2 separate regions of the Macaca mulatta genome follow, and region 1 is linked to region 2. The links are chromatin contacts, called in public Hi-C maps. All regions are on one chromosome and are shown on one strand. Each heading gives the region's core, a stretch centred on a gene start, on an enhancer-like site or on the middle of the called end of the contact. The rest is flanking DNA. Distances are from core to core; before and after follow the strand shown. Region 1 holds the start of SMIM29 (small integral membrane protein 29). Region 2 holds the start of NUDT3 (nudix hydrolase 3).

What was found. Hi-C and Micro-C count contacts between places; a contact is called where the count stands out from the background.
Region 1: a contact with region 2 is called in a Hi-C map of liver, with 4 times the contacts expected there. The contact joins the promoter of SMIM29 here to the promoter of NUDT3 in region 2. A contact is called at or near these places in 3 of 14 Hi-C or Micro-C datasets (fetal cortex germinal zone, fetal cortical plate and liver).

What each region holds. Positions count from the first base shown.
Region 1 is chr4:148,039,929-148,047,636 of T2T-MMU8v2.0, reverse strand. It overlaps SMIM29 (small integral membrane protein 29), which reads right to left and starts at 5,882. Exons shown (of 5, transcript XM_015136125.3): 1 at 5,744-5,882; 2 at 4,062-4,249; 3 at 3,847-3,872; 4 at 3,429-3,534; 5 at 2,792-3,253. The coding sequence starts at 4,172. The coding sequence ends at 3,188. It overlaps LOC106997914 (a long non-coding RNA gene), which reads left to right and starts at 4,882. Exons shown (of 4, transcript XR_013416501.1): 1 at 4,882-5,043. HMGA1 (high mobility group AT-hook 1) reads left to right here. Exons shown (of 6, transcript NM_001266352.1): 6 at 1,227-2,550. The coding sequence ends at 1,280.
Region 2 is chr4:147,880,846-147,888,348 of T2T-MMU8v2.0, reverse strand. NUDT3 (nudix hydrolase 3) reads right to left here and starts at 2,961. Exons shown (of 5, transcript NM_001194714.2): 1 at 2,548-2,961. The coding sequence starts at 2,646.

The sequences.
Region 1 (7,708 bases), core at 4,633-7,132, 160 kb before region 2:
TGCTATGCACCCCCTATGGAAAGGCTGTCCCTGACCTGCTGGGACATCAGATTTTATACAAGTCCAGAGCGGGGAGGGTGCCTGGCCTGGGCTGTGCCCATGAGAAGTGAGGGGTCCCAGGTACAAACCAGACCACATCCCCCTGCCCTGCCCTAGTTGTGTGGGAGGTCCCTCTCCTGCTCCTAGAATCCTCAGAACTTCTGGGGGAAATCTGGGAAGTCATCTAGCCTGTGTTCCCCTCAATTAGAGATGAGGAAAGGAAGCCACAGGGGCAAGGTTTATCCTTCCTATCATCCTCTGGAGAAGAGAAACAGTGAAGGAGCTGGGCCCTGGGAGGGGTCAGTGCTGGAGTTCTGATGTGACCCACCACACTGCACTGAAGGGCACCATCCACTTCTGGGCCCTCAAACAGCTGGTGGAAAGGCTCGGTGGGCTGAGTCAGGAGGCTGCCTCTAGGGGGCCACTGCAGTTAGGGTCACCCCAGCCTTCCAGCTCCTGGCCTTCTCTTACCTCCAGCCTGCCCCCTCAAATCCCTGAAGCTGTCATTCCTCGAGCTGAGCCACTGCTGGGGTGGAGGGGGGTAGGGGGTGCTGCTGGCCAGGCCCCAAGAGTGAGTAACAGGAAACAAGTTGTTTTGGAGTTTGTGCCTGGCACGGGGGCTGTAGCCCCGTGTGGTGTCCCGACATTCCCGCCCAGTGAGTGAGCCCCGGCGGCACACACTTCCCCTTCCTCCCCACCCCGGCCTGGGGTCAGCCCTCGGCCACTCCCGAGGGCCAGGGCACCACAGCGCAGCATCTGCCCCTGTGGGCCAAGGACCTGGTTCCCCTGCACCCACCAGAGGGCTCATGTACCTTCCAGCCACCCCTTCCCATTTCCTCCCCCAGCCACCTCCTCCCCACCTCTTCTCCCCTAGGGAGCCAGTCACGTCCTGAAGCTCAGTGCTGCCCTGAGCTCTGCCCTCCTGTGCTCCATGGGCTTGGGGGCCAAGGGGGCTTGGCTTCTGGCTCTGGGTGACAGCAGCATGTGTGTGGGGTTTTTTCCTCCTTTTAAATTCTTTTTATGAATGAAGCCTGGCCGTGGAGGTTGCTGAGTCACCCACACACTCAGCCCTGACTCATCCCTCTTCAGGAGAGCCAGGGAGTGCAGGGAGCGGGTGGGGGCCAGCCTCTGGGGGTGGAAGAGGGGGGCCAGGCCAGAGCTCACACCAACAACTGCCCACCTCGCAGGAGAAGGAGGAAGAGGAGGGCATCTCGCAGGAATCCTCGGAGGAGGAGCAGTGACCCATGCGTGCCGCCTGCCCCTCACTGGAGGAGCAGCTTCCTTCTGGGACTGGACAGCTTTGCTCCGCTCCCACCGCCCCCGCCCCTTCCCCAGACCCACCATCACCACCGACTCTGGCCGCCACCCCCATCTTCCACCTGTGCCCTCACCACCACACTACACAGCACACCAGCCGCTGCAGGGCTCCCATGGGCTGAGTGGGGAGCAGTTTTCCCCTGGCCTCAGTTCCCAGCTCCCCCTGCCCACCCACGCATACACACATGCCCTCCTGGACAAGGCTAACATCCCACTTAGCCGCACCCTGCACCTGCTGCGTCCCCACTCCCTTGGTGGTGGGGACATTGCTCTCTGGGCTTTTGGTTTGGGGGCGCTCTCTCTGCTCCTTCACTGTTCCCTCTGGCTTCCTGTAGTGGGACCTGGGAGGGTTCCCCTGGCCTTAAAAGGGGCCCAAGCCCCATCTCATCCTGGCCCGCCCTACTCCACTGCCCTGGCAGCAGCAGGTGTGGCCAGTGGAGGGGGTGCTGGCCCCAGGATTCCCCCAGCCAAACTGTCTTTGTCATCACATGGGGCTCACACTTTTCATCCTTCCCCACCTTCCCTAGTCCCTGCACTAGGTTGGGCAGCCCCCTTTGGCTCCAGGAAGGCAGGAGGGGTGTGTCCTTACTCCCGCTTCACTGTGGCCACAGCCCCCTTGCCCTCCGCCTGGGATCTGAGTACATGTGGTAGTGATGGAGATGCAGTCGCTTATTGTCCAGGTGAAGCCCACGAGCCCTGTGGCCGTCACCTGAGGTGGGCTGGGGCTGCTCCCCTCACCCTACTTTGCTTCCGCCACTCAGCCATTTCCCCCTCCTCAGATGGGGCACCAATAACAAGGAGCTCACCCTGCCCTCTCCCAACCCCCCTCCTGCTCCTCCCTGCCCCCCAAGGTTCTGGTTCCATTTTTCCTCTGTTCACAAACTACCTCTGGACAGTTGTGTTGTTTTTTGTTCAATGTTCCATTCTTCGACATCCGTCATTGCTGCTGCTACCAGCGCCAAATGTTCATCCTCATTGCCTCCTGTTCTGCCCACGATCCCCTCCCCCAAGATACTCTTTGTGGGGAAGAGGGGCTGGGGCATGGCAGGCTGGGTGACCGACTACCCCAGTCCCAGGGAAGGTGGGGCCCTGCCCCTAGGATGCTGCAGCAGAGTGAGCAAGGGGGCCCAAATCGACCATAAAGGGTGTAGGGGCCGCCGCCTCCCCCTGTTCTGTTGGGGAGGGGTAGCCGTGATTTGTCCCAGCCTGGGGCTCCCCCTCTGGTTTCCTATTTGCAGTTACTTGAATAAAAAAAATATCCTTTTCTGGACTGGAGTCTACTGTGGTGTGTGCCCCTAAAGCCTGGGGCAGGTAGGGTAGGTGACACTTGGGTTCTGGCCCTGTCCTTCAGGCTGTGGGAAGGGAGGGGAAACAGCACTGGAATCACCTCAGAGGAAGGTCATTTTAAGCTTCTTGATGAAATCAACAAAACCCCTAGCCACAAAACGTTTTATTTACAAAATATATACTGAATACTATACATCTGGCCCCATCACCATGGAAACAACTCCAAAGTCGTCCTGGGGATTTATGCCCAAGCCAAGCCCAGGAGGGCTAGAGAAAGCAAAGGTGTCTCCCAGCCGCCCCCATCCCAGAAGGAAAACCTCCCATGAGTGCCTGTGGGTGGGCAGTGAGCTCGACACCCACAAAGGGCAGAAGGCCTGGGGGCAGTGAGGTGATGGTGAGGGCATGGGAAGCAGATGCTGAGGGTGGGTGGAGGGAGAAATGGAGACCCAGCACCCAGCAGGGGGAGCCAGGGGAAGCAGGCTGACTGCAGGGCCCCAGGCAGTCCAGGACGGCAGGCTCTGAAGGGTGGGGCAAGGGGGTCAGGTCACGTCTTGACATCCAGCAGCGGCATCCGCTTGTGCTGGTAGCCACTCTGCCAGCCATGTACCACCTGTCGGGCAAGAGACCACACCACAAGGCTGGGCTGTGTTCCCTGGGAGTCTGCAGCACTCAGTTACAGCCCAAGTAAGCAGAACCAGGCTCTGGTTTCAGTGTGGACGAGTATGGCTGGGAACAGGGCTAACCCCCACCTTGCCTCATTCTCCCCCTGGCGCCCAAGTGCTCACCTTGGGGTCTCCCATGTCAGAGAGCAGCTCCTGCTCAGCCTCATGCAGTTCCTCGGCTGGGTCATAGCTGTACATGGGGAGCAGGTGATGGCGCAGTCGGTCCACCCTGGGGAGCAGGGGAGGGGACTCAGCCTAGGAGGCCCCCCAACCCTCATCAAACACCTGGCTGCCCCATCTCGCCTCCCTCTCCCAGGCAGGGGCACTTCCAGTGGGTGCCTTTTGGGACACACTATAGTTCCAAGAATACAACCCTGATTCTACAAAGGGACTTTCCCCAGTGAGTAACCTCAGGCTGGGGCAAGGAAAACAAAATTCAGGCTTGTATCAGGATGGCTTCTTACAGAAAACTCAGAGCCTATGAGCAGGAATTTCAGAATGGGTGTGGGGATAGGGCAGGTGGGGAGACAGGGACACTCACCGCTTTTTCTTCTGTACATACATCACCTGCAACAGAGACACAGCACTGTGGGGGCTGCTGAGCCCGGGGAAGGCCCACAAGCAGAGAGAGGCCCACCTCTACACCCTTCACTCCCTCAACAGGACAGTGGGGACTCTGTGCAGACTGGACCAGGCCCACCCAGCCCCTGCCTTAGCAAAGCTGTGGGTGTCTGTGTGTATATGAGGGCTCCTTACCACAGCCACCACCACCCCGACCAGGGTGATGAGGAAGAAGGGCCCCAACACATAGCCCACCATGGAGTCGCTGTTGGCCTGGGGGGCATTGGGCACAGTGGTGTTACTCATGACATCAGCAGCCGGAGGGCTGGGTGGTTGGTCAGCATGGGCAGTGGCACTTCGGGAGGGCGCCTCCACTGGGCTCCCTGGGGAGGAGGAAGGGAGGTTATCAGTTGCACCCAGGTGACATCCAGACTCTGGATCCCTCCCCCAGAGCTGGAGATCTATGAAAACTGGTCCCAGGTCAAATCCTGGGAGGAGGGATCCTCCAGGTAGATGTACCGGGTATAACCCTCCAGTGAGTCTTGGCAAATCCTGGCAGGAAAGGGGATCAAGGGAAGGCCTGGATCCAGGGCTGAGTCCTGCCCAACTCCTATCCCTATATCAGGGCGGGGCCCAGCTAGAGACATTTACAAGTCTCAACTTCTGGGGAAAGAAGTGCAGGTTTCCAGTGCCTGCCCCAGCCCTTTTGGGGCATTGGGCTGCCAGTACCTGTCCAGTGGAGCAAAATGGATAAATGAGGTCTAAAGGAGGGACCTGCACTGCAGCCAGGGGTGAGGTGGGAGCATCTGAAGGAGTTCCGCTTCCATTCTGGTCCAGTCCCACTTAAAGCGATGGGCTCCATGCCTGAGTTCTATGCCCTTGTCCCTGGTGTCACCTCAGACATACAGCCCGAACACCCTCTGCCCCATCGGTTTCGTGTGCCAGGGTGGACACGAGTGGGTAAAGCTGGATTGTATCTTCAAGATGATGTCACCTTCCTCTTGTCTCCACCCAGGGCTCCGCCCAGGTCCCTCCCCTCCTGGCCTGGGCTGACAGGCAGAGGTGGAGAGGGTCAGTCCCCATCGACAGAAGCAAAGAGATCGTCCTGGGGCGGTTTGCACGCTGATGGCCCAAGGTCCGCGACCCAGGTTCGCTTGAGTCTCTATCAGAGGGCAAGGTATGAACGACCTACCCCCGTGTCCGTAGGGCACGGGGCATCGAGCTTGCCCTTACCCAGTCGTATGCTCATCGTCCCAGGCCAAGGGGGCATGCCAGGGTGGGGAGGGCGTCAGGCCGCTGCTAGGATGCGGGCCAGCAACAGTGGACAGGAGGTGGTTCCCACGGCGCTGGGAGGCTCAGGCCGGAGGTGGGGGGTGTTGGGGGACGCGGATGAGCCGCCCCGCGCCCGAACATCCTGGAAGCCTGGCACCCCGAGGCGTGGACCCGTGCCGGCGCTCTGCAGCCCAGCCGGCCTGGCCATGCCTTACCTCCCGCCGCTGCAGCCCCGACAGGAACGCCCTCGGTTGGCTCCCCGGCCCCGGAAAAGCCGTCAGGCGCGTGATCAAAGGACCCGGGGAAATGGGCCGGGCCTTAGCGCCCGGGCGCAGCCAATCCGGTAGCGGAAAGCGGGTGGCCTGGAGATTTCTGGAGCCGCCAATCCGGAGGCGGGGGTGGGCGGTGCGAAGGCGGGGACAGCGGGGCTTGCAGGGTCCGCCCCGCGGCGGCAGAGGGCAGCCGAGGGCTACGCAGCGGGGGAGGAGCGGGCGGCTCGGGGCAGGATTGGGCAGGGCGGGGCGCGCGCAGTTTTCCGGAGGCCCCTGGCCCTCCCGCGTCAGGAGCTCGGATTCTGGGAGATCCCGGGCGACCACCTCACTCACCCGTCTCGTTGCAGCCAGAGTAGGGTCGCGCCGCACTCTAACGTTGAGCCCAGGCCCTTCGCGGCAGGACCCTGCTCCGGGCCCTCTCGGCCTCCTTCTGTGTTTGTTCCCTGGCCTTCGGGCTGTGCTCGACTGGTAGAGTGCGGCAGGACTGGGCTACCGGGGGCCCTGGCACGCCCACCCTCTCTGCGCCTTTTTTTTTTTTTTTTTTTTTTTTTGAGATGGAGTCTGGCTCTGTCGCCCAGGCTGGAGTGCAGTGGCACGATCTTGGTTCACTGCACCCTCCGTTTCCTGGGCTCAAGTGATTTTCCTGCCTCAGCTCTCCAGTAGCTGGGATTATAGCGCACCACCACGCCCGGCTAATTTTTTTGTATTTTTAGTCGAGACAGAGTTTCACCGTGTTAGCCAGGCCGGTCTCGAACTTGTGACCTCAAGTGATCTGCCTGCCTCAACCCCCCAAAGTGCTGGGATTTCAGACGTGAGCAGCCGTGCCCGGCCTATTGTGAGGATTAAATGATGACATGAGCAGGGAGCTTACCACATAATATCCCCTGAAATGTTAAGTTACTCCTGTTCACCTGTTTTCGGTTTTAGGGAACACACGAAGCGGCGGGGTGAGGTTCCCCTGGGTCAAAGGCAACTTGCTAAGTTGGTAAACTTGGGTCAAAGCTTTTGTGGTCTTATCATTAAAATGGCACACATTTACTGGGAAAATCTGACTAAGGCCAGTGGAATTTACCAGTGTCAATATTCTGGTTGTGATTATTACAGTTTTGTAAAACGTTATCATTCTGGGATTTTTTTTTTTTTTTTTTTTTTTTTTTTTTTTTGAGACAGAGTCTTGTTCTGTCACCCAGGCTGGAGTGGGAGTAGCTGGAACTAGGGGCGCCTGCCACCAGGCCCGGCTAATTTTTTTGCATTTTTAGTAGAGACAGGTTTCACTGTGTTAGCCAGGATGGTCTCGATGTCCTGACCTCGTGATCTGCCCACCTCGGCCTGCCAAAGTGCTGGGATTACAGGCATTGGGGGAATTTAAGCAAAGTGTACACAATCTCTCTGTATTATTATTATTATTATTATTATTATTCTTTGGAGATGGAGTCTTGCTCTGTCAAGCAGGCTGGAGTGCAGTGGCACGATCCTGGCTCACTGCAATCTCCGCCTCCCAGGTTCAAGTGATACTCCTGCCTCAGCCTCCCAAGTAGCTGGGACTACAGGCGCCTGCCACCATGCCCGGCTAATTTTTGTATTTTCAGTAGAGACGGGGTTTCACCATGTTGGCCAGGCTAGTTTCGAACACCTGACCTCAGGTGATTCGCCCACCTCGGCCTCCCAAAGTGCTGCGATTACAGGCGTGAGCCACTGCACCCGGCCTCTCTGTATGATTTTTTTTTCTTTTTTTTCTTTTTTTGTTTTTTTGAGATGGAGTCTCACGCTGTCACCCAGGCTGGAGTGCAGTGGCGCGATCTCGGTTCACTGCAAGCTCCACCTCCCATGTTCACGCCATTCTGCCTCAGCCTCCTGAGTAGCTGGGACTACAGGCGCCCGCCACCACGCCCGGCTAATTTTGTGTATTTTTAGTAGAGACGGGGTTTCACGGTGTTAGCCAGGATGGTCTCAGTCTCCTGACCTCGTGATCCGCCCGCCTCGGCCCCTCAAAGTGCTGGGATTACAGGCATGATCCACCGCACCCAGCCCTCTCTGTATGATTTCTTACAACTATATATGAATCTACAGTTACGTCAAACGTGTATGTGTGTGTATACATATGCATATATATTTTTTATATATATAGTTTTGTAGCAGACCCTCCTCTACCCCCCCAAAATCACACACGATTGGGAAAACTGACTGGCAGATTATGGAAACCACCCAAGAACATCAAGGTTCTGGCAGCTGAACCAGGCTAAAGCCCTCCTGGATCACCAGGTGGTAATGGGCAAAAGGCATGATCTAGGTCACCCT
Region 2 (7,503 bases), core at 1,712-4,211:
GAGGCAGGAGAATGGCGTGAATTCAGGAGGCAGAGCTTGCAGTGAGCTGAGATCGTGCCACTGCACTCCAGCATGGGAGACAGAGCCAAGACTCTGTCTCAAAAAAAATAAAAAATAAAAAATACAATATAAAAACTAGCCAAGCATTGTGGCAGGCGCCTGTAATCCCAGCTACTCAGGAGGCTGAGGCAGGGAGAACTGCTTGAACCCGGGAGGTGGAGGTTGCAGTGAGCTGAGATCAAGCCACTGCACCCCAGCCTGGGTGAAAGAGGAAGACTCCGTCTCAAAATAAATAAATAAATAAATAAATTTTTAAAAATAAAAATGTAAGCTCCTAGAATCGCCTGAACCTGGGAGGCGGAGGTTGCAGTGAGCCGAGATTCGGCCACTGCACTCCAGCCTGGGCGACATAGCGAGACTCTGTCTCAAAAAAAAAAAAAAAAAGAAAAAAAGTAAGCCCTAGAAGGCAAGTCTTATGCCTGGTCTGACTTGTAAGATGCCATGAGGTAGCCTAAACAGACAAGTAAGCTTTCAACATTAATGTTCCTAATGTCAGTGCATAATAAAACATTTAACAGAAAATGGAAAATTAAGCCTTTGTTAGTTTGCTTATGATCTATAGTTTTCAATTTATCAAAAAGACGTTTTCTATTTCTAGTATGATTTATTATTATTATTTTTAATTTAGAGATGGGGGTCTGTTGGCCAGGTTGGTCTCGAACTCGTGGCCTCACCACCTTGGCCTCCCAAAGTGCTAGAATTATAGGCGTGAGCCACCGCGTCCGGCCTGGTGTGATTTTTCTTTTTTTTTTTTTTTTAGTAGAGACGGGGTTTCACCGTGTTAGCCAAGATGGTCTCGATCTCCTGACCTCGTGATCCGCCCGTCTCGGCCTCCCAAAGTGCTGGGATTACAGGTTTGAGCCACCGCGCCCGGCCGTGATTTTTCAAAACAAATAGTCTTGCATCATTTGTGCAACTAAACTATACTTATAATTGGGGTGCTCACAGATTCAGGCATACTAGTGTAGTAAGACATGCTATTATGCTAATCAGCTTTCCCTTCAGTTAAGAGCCTGTGATCCCATCTGATTTCCCATAACATGATATGATAATGAAGAGAATAAAGCCTCTGGAGCAGTAAGCACCACGAATAATTTTACTTTACTCAAATATGCATTCCAAAACAGTGTATAATTTACAGCACGGCCCTGGTTAGCTATTACAATGCATCTGTTTTGGGGACTTTTACAATATATGGTAGGATACAAAGCATACGTTTCCAAATCTCCTTTCTTTCTGTTTTGCTGAAAGGGCGCACACATGGGATCCCTTAACAGCACAATTCACTAACTAATTTTCTTCAGGCAGTAATTCAAATTCCCACTTCCTCCTAAATACCTCTGGACAGCACCTCCTGGCAATCCATCTGTCTCTTTCGCCACAGCTTCTTTTCATAACTAACGGGTCAAGTTCCTTTCCCCATTTCGACACCATGCACTGTACTGCGGCCCTGCCACCATAGCCCACTGCTGAATGCTGGAGTATAACATATTGGATTTCACTGTCCTTCACTGTTTGCAGTTTAACTGCCATTTTACCACAATGCACATAAGAGAAATGCATTCCCACAGGCATCTTATGAATTTCCAAAGCAGCTATTCTTTGTGGATTTACAAAACATGTGCTTCTCTGAACTCCCTTCATCACCACAGAAACGGCTTTGGGAAGCCGAGATTTTTGTTTAAAGTACCCTATCTATTATAAAAAGAAACTGATTCTAAAACATTTTTATTTTCCTAGCTAATTTAATTCTAAGGCTCTTCCCACAAGGCAGTGGAGGAACGTCAGAGCAAAAATATTAAATCCTGCTTTTGGTCTTCCCAATTAATATGAAACATTGTCAGCACACAAAGATTATTATATCAAATGTCCTTTCTTCTCAGACTACACCATAAAGGCTACCCAGCGCACTGTAAAATAAACAGCTGGCTGTGGCTTATGCACAACGCCCTAAATCTTCCGAAGACACCCCCACCCCCATCCCTCGGCTTTGGGCTCACAGACACCTAATCCTTCGGCAAACCCCAAACCTGCCAATGAAGCGCACTATTTCTCTGCCACAAAGGCCGGCCCGCGCCTCGTGCACACCAGCCTCCGCACACATGTGCCTGGCTGACAAGTGCGGAGCGGCTCTTCCTGGATCAAAGCCGTTGGCCTGAACCGAAAGCCGCACTCTTCCCAGCCCACTGCCTTCTCCCGCGGCCGCTCTCCCCGGTAACAGGCGGCCGAACCGAAGCGCTCCGGCCGCAAGCCGGTCACCCCCTCCGCCCGGCGCGTCCCGTGCGGCCACACTCAGACCCGCTTCCCCTCAGCCCCAACGTCCTTGGTCCTTCCCCCCTTTTTCGCCTCAGGAAATTCCGTCGGAACATCATTCTGCACCAGCGGGGCGGCCCGGGCACACCCTCCTCCAGCGGCGGCGCCCCTCGCGCCTCCACCCGAAGGGGCCGGAGACCCGGCGACCCCGGCCAGCCCAGCCTGGCGCCTCACCTCCTCCTCGCTCTCGCTGCGGAAACACAGGCATGCGGCCCGCTTCTTGTAGCCGTCGCCGTCGTAGGTGCGGGTCTGGTTCGACTTGAGCTTCATCATCCTCTGGGCCCGGGTGGGGGTGCGGTGCGGGTCGCGGGAGTCGAGGGGTGGGGAGCCCGCTCTGGACGGCCGCGTGCGCGCGCGCCCCCGGCTCGGCCAAGGGAAGCAGGGAGGGGGAGCTTGTCCGCTACACGGCTCCGCCGCTGGCCTGCCGCGGCCGCCTCATTCCCCCCGGCCCAGGTCCCGCGCCGCCGCTGCCACCGTCACGGCTGCCGTCTCCGCTGCCGCCAGGGCCGCCGCCCCCTCTGCCACCGCCACCCCCGACGACGACCGCGCCGCCATCTTGGGCGCGATGCGTCAGCGGCGTAAGGCCGCACCGGCCTGCGGGACGACCGCGCGCTCGCAGCGCAGGCCGCGTTCGGGAATCGCGCCCTCCCAATCCGCGCGGCGGAAACCAGCGTCTGAAAGTAGCTGGCCGCGCGACTCCAGGCGGCCGCTACGCCGCCAGCGTAGGCGTAGAACTGGGGGGGGGCCGCGCGGAAGAAGCCGGGGGAGATCGGGTACCCGCGCAGGACGCCTAGCGGCTGGAGCGGAGACCCAGCGGTCCAGCTTCGCCAGTCAGCGGATGGGGAAGCGGGGACTTGGCCAAGGTCACGCCGCGTCTCCGCGGCCGAGGATGAACCAAGGTCATGCCACCTGCCCCTGGGCCGTGCCTGTAGGTCTCGAAGGGGTTGAGGAGGAAGGTTTGAAGGAAAAGGCAGGATGTAGTTAAAGGCAACGGAAGCTGCAGCTGGAAACACCTGAGATTTGGAACTACACGGAAACGGGGCGTGGGAGGCGTGTGCACTTTCGTTGATAACCTGAACCTCTGGATGTCTTATGGGCTGGTGCATGTCGCCCATTACAAAGAACAAATATTTATCCTGCAATCCTTTATTGATGCTAAAAGCAATTGCTTCCTCTTACGGTAAACGAGGTCCAGAAAGGAAGACGCGCGCGTGTGCGTGTGTTACACACATAATGTAAATCATAAAACATCATCATTTCTGGCAATAAATGAGGAGTGTGTGTTGTGAATGTCAAACAGATTCTCCAGAAAAAGATACACAGACAGAAGCTCTCCAGAAAGGAAAACTGGTGTATGACCTGTGAATGTTCTCAGCAACCCAGAACAAAGCTAGTACCATGCAGATGCCCTAAACGTACCAAAAATCCTGTGCAGTGTCTGTGAATTGCTTAATACCCTTTTTGGTTTTTTTACTTTTTTAATTTAATTTTTTGTTGAGATTGGGGGTGGGCCTCATTTTGTTGCCCAGGCTGGTCTGGAATTCGTGGCCTCAAAGCTATCCACCCTCGGGCTTCCAAAGCGCTGCGATTACGATTACTTGGGTGAGCCACTGTGGCCGGCTAATCACCCTTTTTGAATTTGCTTGCATTTAGCATAGTCAAAAAGATCTGGGTTTGAAATCAAATACACCTTGGTTGTAACCTCAATTACATTTTTTTAATGTTCATACCACCCGATTACATCATTTTTTAACTTCTGCAAAATAAAGATAAACCTACTTGGCCCTGGCACATAGTAGGCACTCAGGGCACCCCAAATGCTATTAATAGTTTGTTTGCTTATTAAATATTCCTTTCTTCAAGAAAAGAGAATTAGAGTCCAGTAAATGTTGAATGAATAGATAGCTGGAGGTTTTCTTTTGGTTTCTAATTCCTTACCCTGGCTTTTTTATGGGCATGATTTTGTTTGGGATTTTTTATTCGATTGTTTGTTTTTTGGAGACAGGGTCTTGCTGTGTCTATTAAGGTGCACATAATCTCAGCTCAACTGCAGCCTAGACCTCGTGGGCTCAAGCAATCCTCCTACCTCAGCCTCCCAAGTAACTGGGACCACAGGCACCTGTCATGCGGCCTGGAGCACTACCACATCCAGCCAACTTTTGTATTTTTTTGTAGAGACAGGGTTTCACCATGTTCCCCAGGCTGGCCTCGAACTCCTGGGCTCAAGCGGTCTGCCTGCCTCAGCCACCCAAAGTACTGGCGTTACAGGCATGAGCCACTGCTCCCAGCCTATGGGCATGTTTAGTTTCAAGAGCCAAAAAGGTTACCCCCAGATTCCTTGACTGAGTAATAATTACTTTGTCTTTGTTGAGGGAACATTAACCAAGGGATTCTGTCCTTTCCTTGAAGACAATGGGTAAGTACTATGTTTAAATTTGTTTTAAAAACTTATACTTGGCTTGGTGCAGTGGCTCAAGCCTGTAATCTCAGCACTCTGGGAGGCCAAGGCAGGCGGATCATCTGAGGTCAGGAGTTCGAGACCAGCCTGACCAACACGGTGAAACCCTGTCTCTACCAAAAATACAAAAATCAGCTGGGTATGGTGGCGCATGCCTGTAATCCCAGCTACTCGGAAGGCTGAGGCAGGAGAGTCGGTTGAACCTGGGAGGCGGAGGTTGCAGTGAGCCAAGATCATGCCATTGCACTCCAGCCTGGGCAACAGAGCGAAACTCTGTCTGGAAAAAAAAAAATTAGTTAACATTATTCCACTTAAATACCTCTCCAGAAGTCCTACAAAAAGCCAGGGCGTGGTAGTAGTTGCCTGTAAGTCCCAGCTACTCAGGAGGCTGAGACAGGGTGATCACTTGAGTCCAGGAGTTCAAAGCTACAGTGAGCCATGATCATGCCACTACTGCACTCCAGCCTGGGGGACAGAGTAAGACTCTGTTTCTTAAAAACAAAAAAAGTCACATGAGAAAACACCAATAGGTTATTTATTCATTTTGCTAAGCCAGAAACTTGGGAGGCATTGTCTTTTTTGTTTTCAGACAGAGTCTCACTCTGTCTCCCAGGCTAGAGTGCAGTGCAGTGGCACAACCTTGGCTCACTGCAACCTCCACCTCCCAGGTTCGAGCAATTCTCCTGCCTCAGCCTCCCCAAGTAACTGGGATTACAGGTGTGTGCCACTATGCCTGGCTGATTTTTGTATTTTTTTAGTAGACACAGGTTTTCACCATGTTGGCCAGGCTGGTCTCGAACTCCTGAGCTCAGGTGATCCACCCACCTCAGCCTCCCAAAGTGCTGGGTGTGAGCCACCACGCCCAGCCAACTGGGAGGCGTTGTTGACATGTTCTTTCCCACCATCCAGTTGATAATAAACTTCACTGCTTCTACCTGTCAACATCCTTGGGCCCAGCCCTTTCCTGCCTTGCCCTCTGTCACTACTTCATTGGGACTCTTCCCTCTGAACTGTGACCTTCCATCTGGTCATCTTGGCTCCTGTCCAGCCCTCCTCAGTCCCATCCACCCACTGCAGCAAGAGAAATCCTTCCCAAATGCAAATCTGATTAGGTCAAGCCCTTGATTAAAACACTGCAGTTGTTCCTCAGTGCTTTGAAGACAAAAATTAAAACCCTACCAGAAAATATAAGACTGCAGGAACTAGGTCCCTGCCGACCTCACCCCTCCCTTCATTTCCTATATTCTAGGCATTCAGAAATACCTACAGTTTCTTGAACCTTTAGAGAACCTTCCATATATGCTTTTTTTAGTGTCAAGAAGGCTTTTCTTCCAAGACCATCCCACACTCCATTGTCCTATCCCTTCCTTTCACTCAGAGAGAGGCCAAATCATATTTATCCTTCAAAACTCGAAAGTCACCTCCTCCGGAAAGCTCTCCCTGACTACCTCCGTTCATCCTAGTGGTCTGGGTTTGTCCTGATTAATTATATGGTTTTTCTTTTTTACCTTGAGACAAGGTCTCTCTCTGTTACCCAGGCTAGAGTGCAGTGGTGCAATTACGACACACTGCAGCTTCAACCCCTGGTCCCCCACCAGGCTCAAGTGATCCTCCCACCTCAGCCTCTCCAGTAGCTGGGACTGCGGGTACACATTACCATACCCACCTAATTCTTAAATTTTTTCATAGAGACAAGATTTCACTATGTTGCCCAGCTGGTGTTGAGCTCCTGGGCTGAAGCTCTCTGCCCACCTCAGCCTTCCATAGCACTTGGATTACAGGCATGAGCCACTGTGACTGGCCTTATCATACTATTTGTAGCATAGTATTGTCATTGTTTTCTTGATAATCTCCCCTACACTTGTGAAACTTCTTGAAAGCAGAGTCTGTGACTCACTTATCCTTGCTTAGTTCACCCAGCAGTTATCCCAGGGCTTAGCATAAAACAATTGAAAAAATGTTTTGTTAAAGAACAGATATTGGCTTGGTGCAGTGGCTCACGCCTGTAATCCCAACTCTTTGGGAGCCCGAAGCAGGAAGATTGCTTGAAGCCAGGAGTTCAAGACCATCCTGGCCAATATAGTGAGACCCCCATCTCTATTTAAAAAAAAAAAAGAAAAGGCCGGGTGCAGTGGCTGATGCCTGTAATCCCAGCACTTTGGGAGGCCAAGGCGGGCAGATCATGAGGTCAGGAGATCGAGACCATCCTGGCTAACACGGTGAAACCCTGTCTTTACCAAAAATACAAAAAAATTAGCTGGGCGTGGTGGCGGGCACCTGTAGTCCCAACTGCTCGGGAGGCTGAGGCAAGAGAATCGCTTGAACCCGGGAGGCAGAAGTTGCAATGAGCTGAGATCGTGCCACTGCATTCTAGCCTGGGCAACAGAGTGAGACTTTGTCTCAAAAAATAAAAAATAAAAGAAAAGCTATTGCACTTCCAGAACCTGATCTTTATTGTAAAGCCCAATCACTTGTTCAGGATGAAATGAGACTAACTTGTCTGTAGGAACACCCCCACCTGACACAACCTAAAATCTGTCTTCCAAATAAAGATCACACAGCATTCTCTTGATCCTACATTTCAGGGACCATCTGTAATAACCTCTTAGAGCCAATCCTGGATGAAATGGTAAGTAAAATACAAATTGATTTCACAGGTTCTTTACTCCACT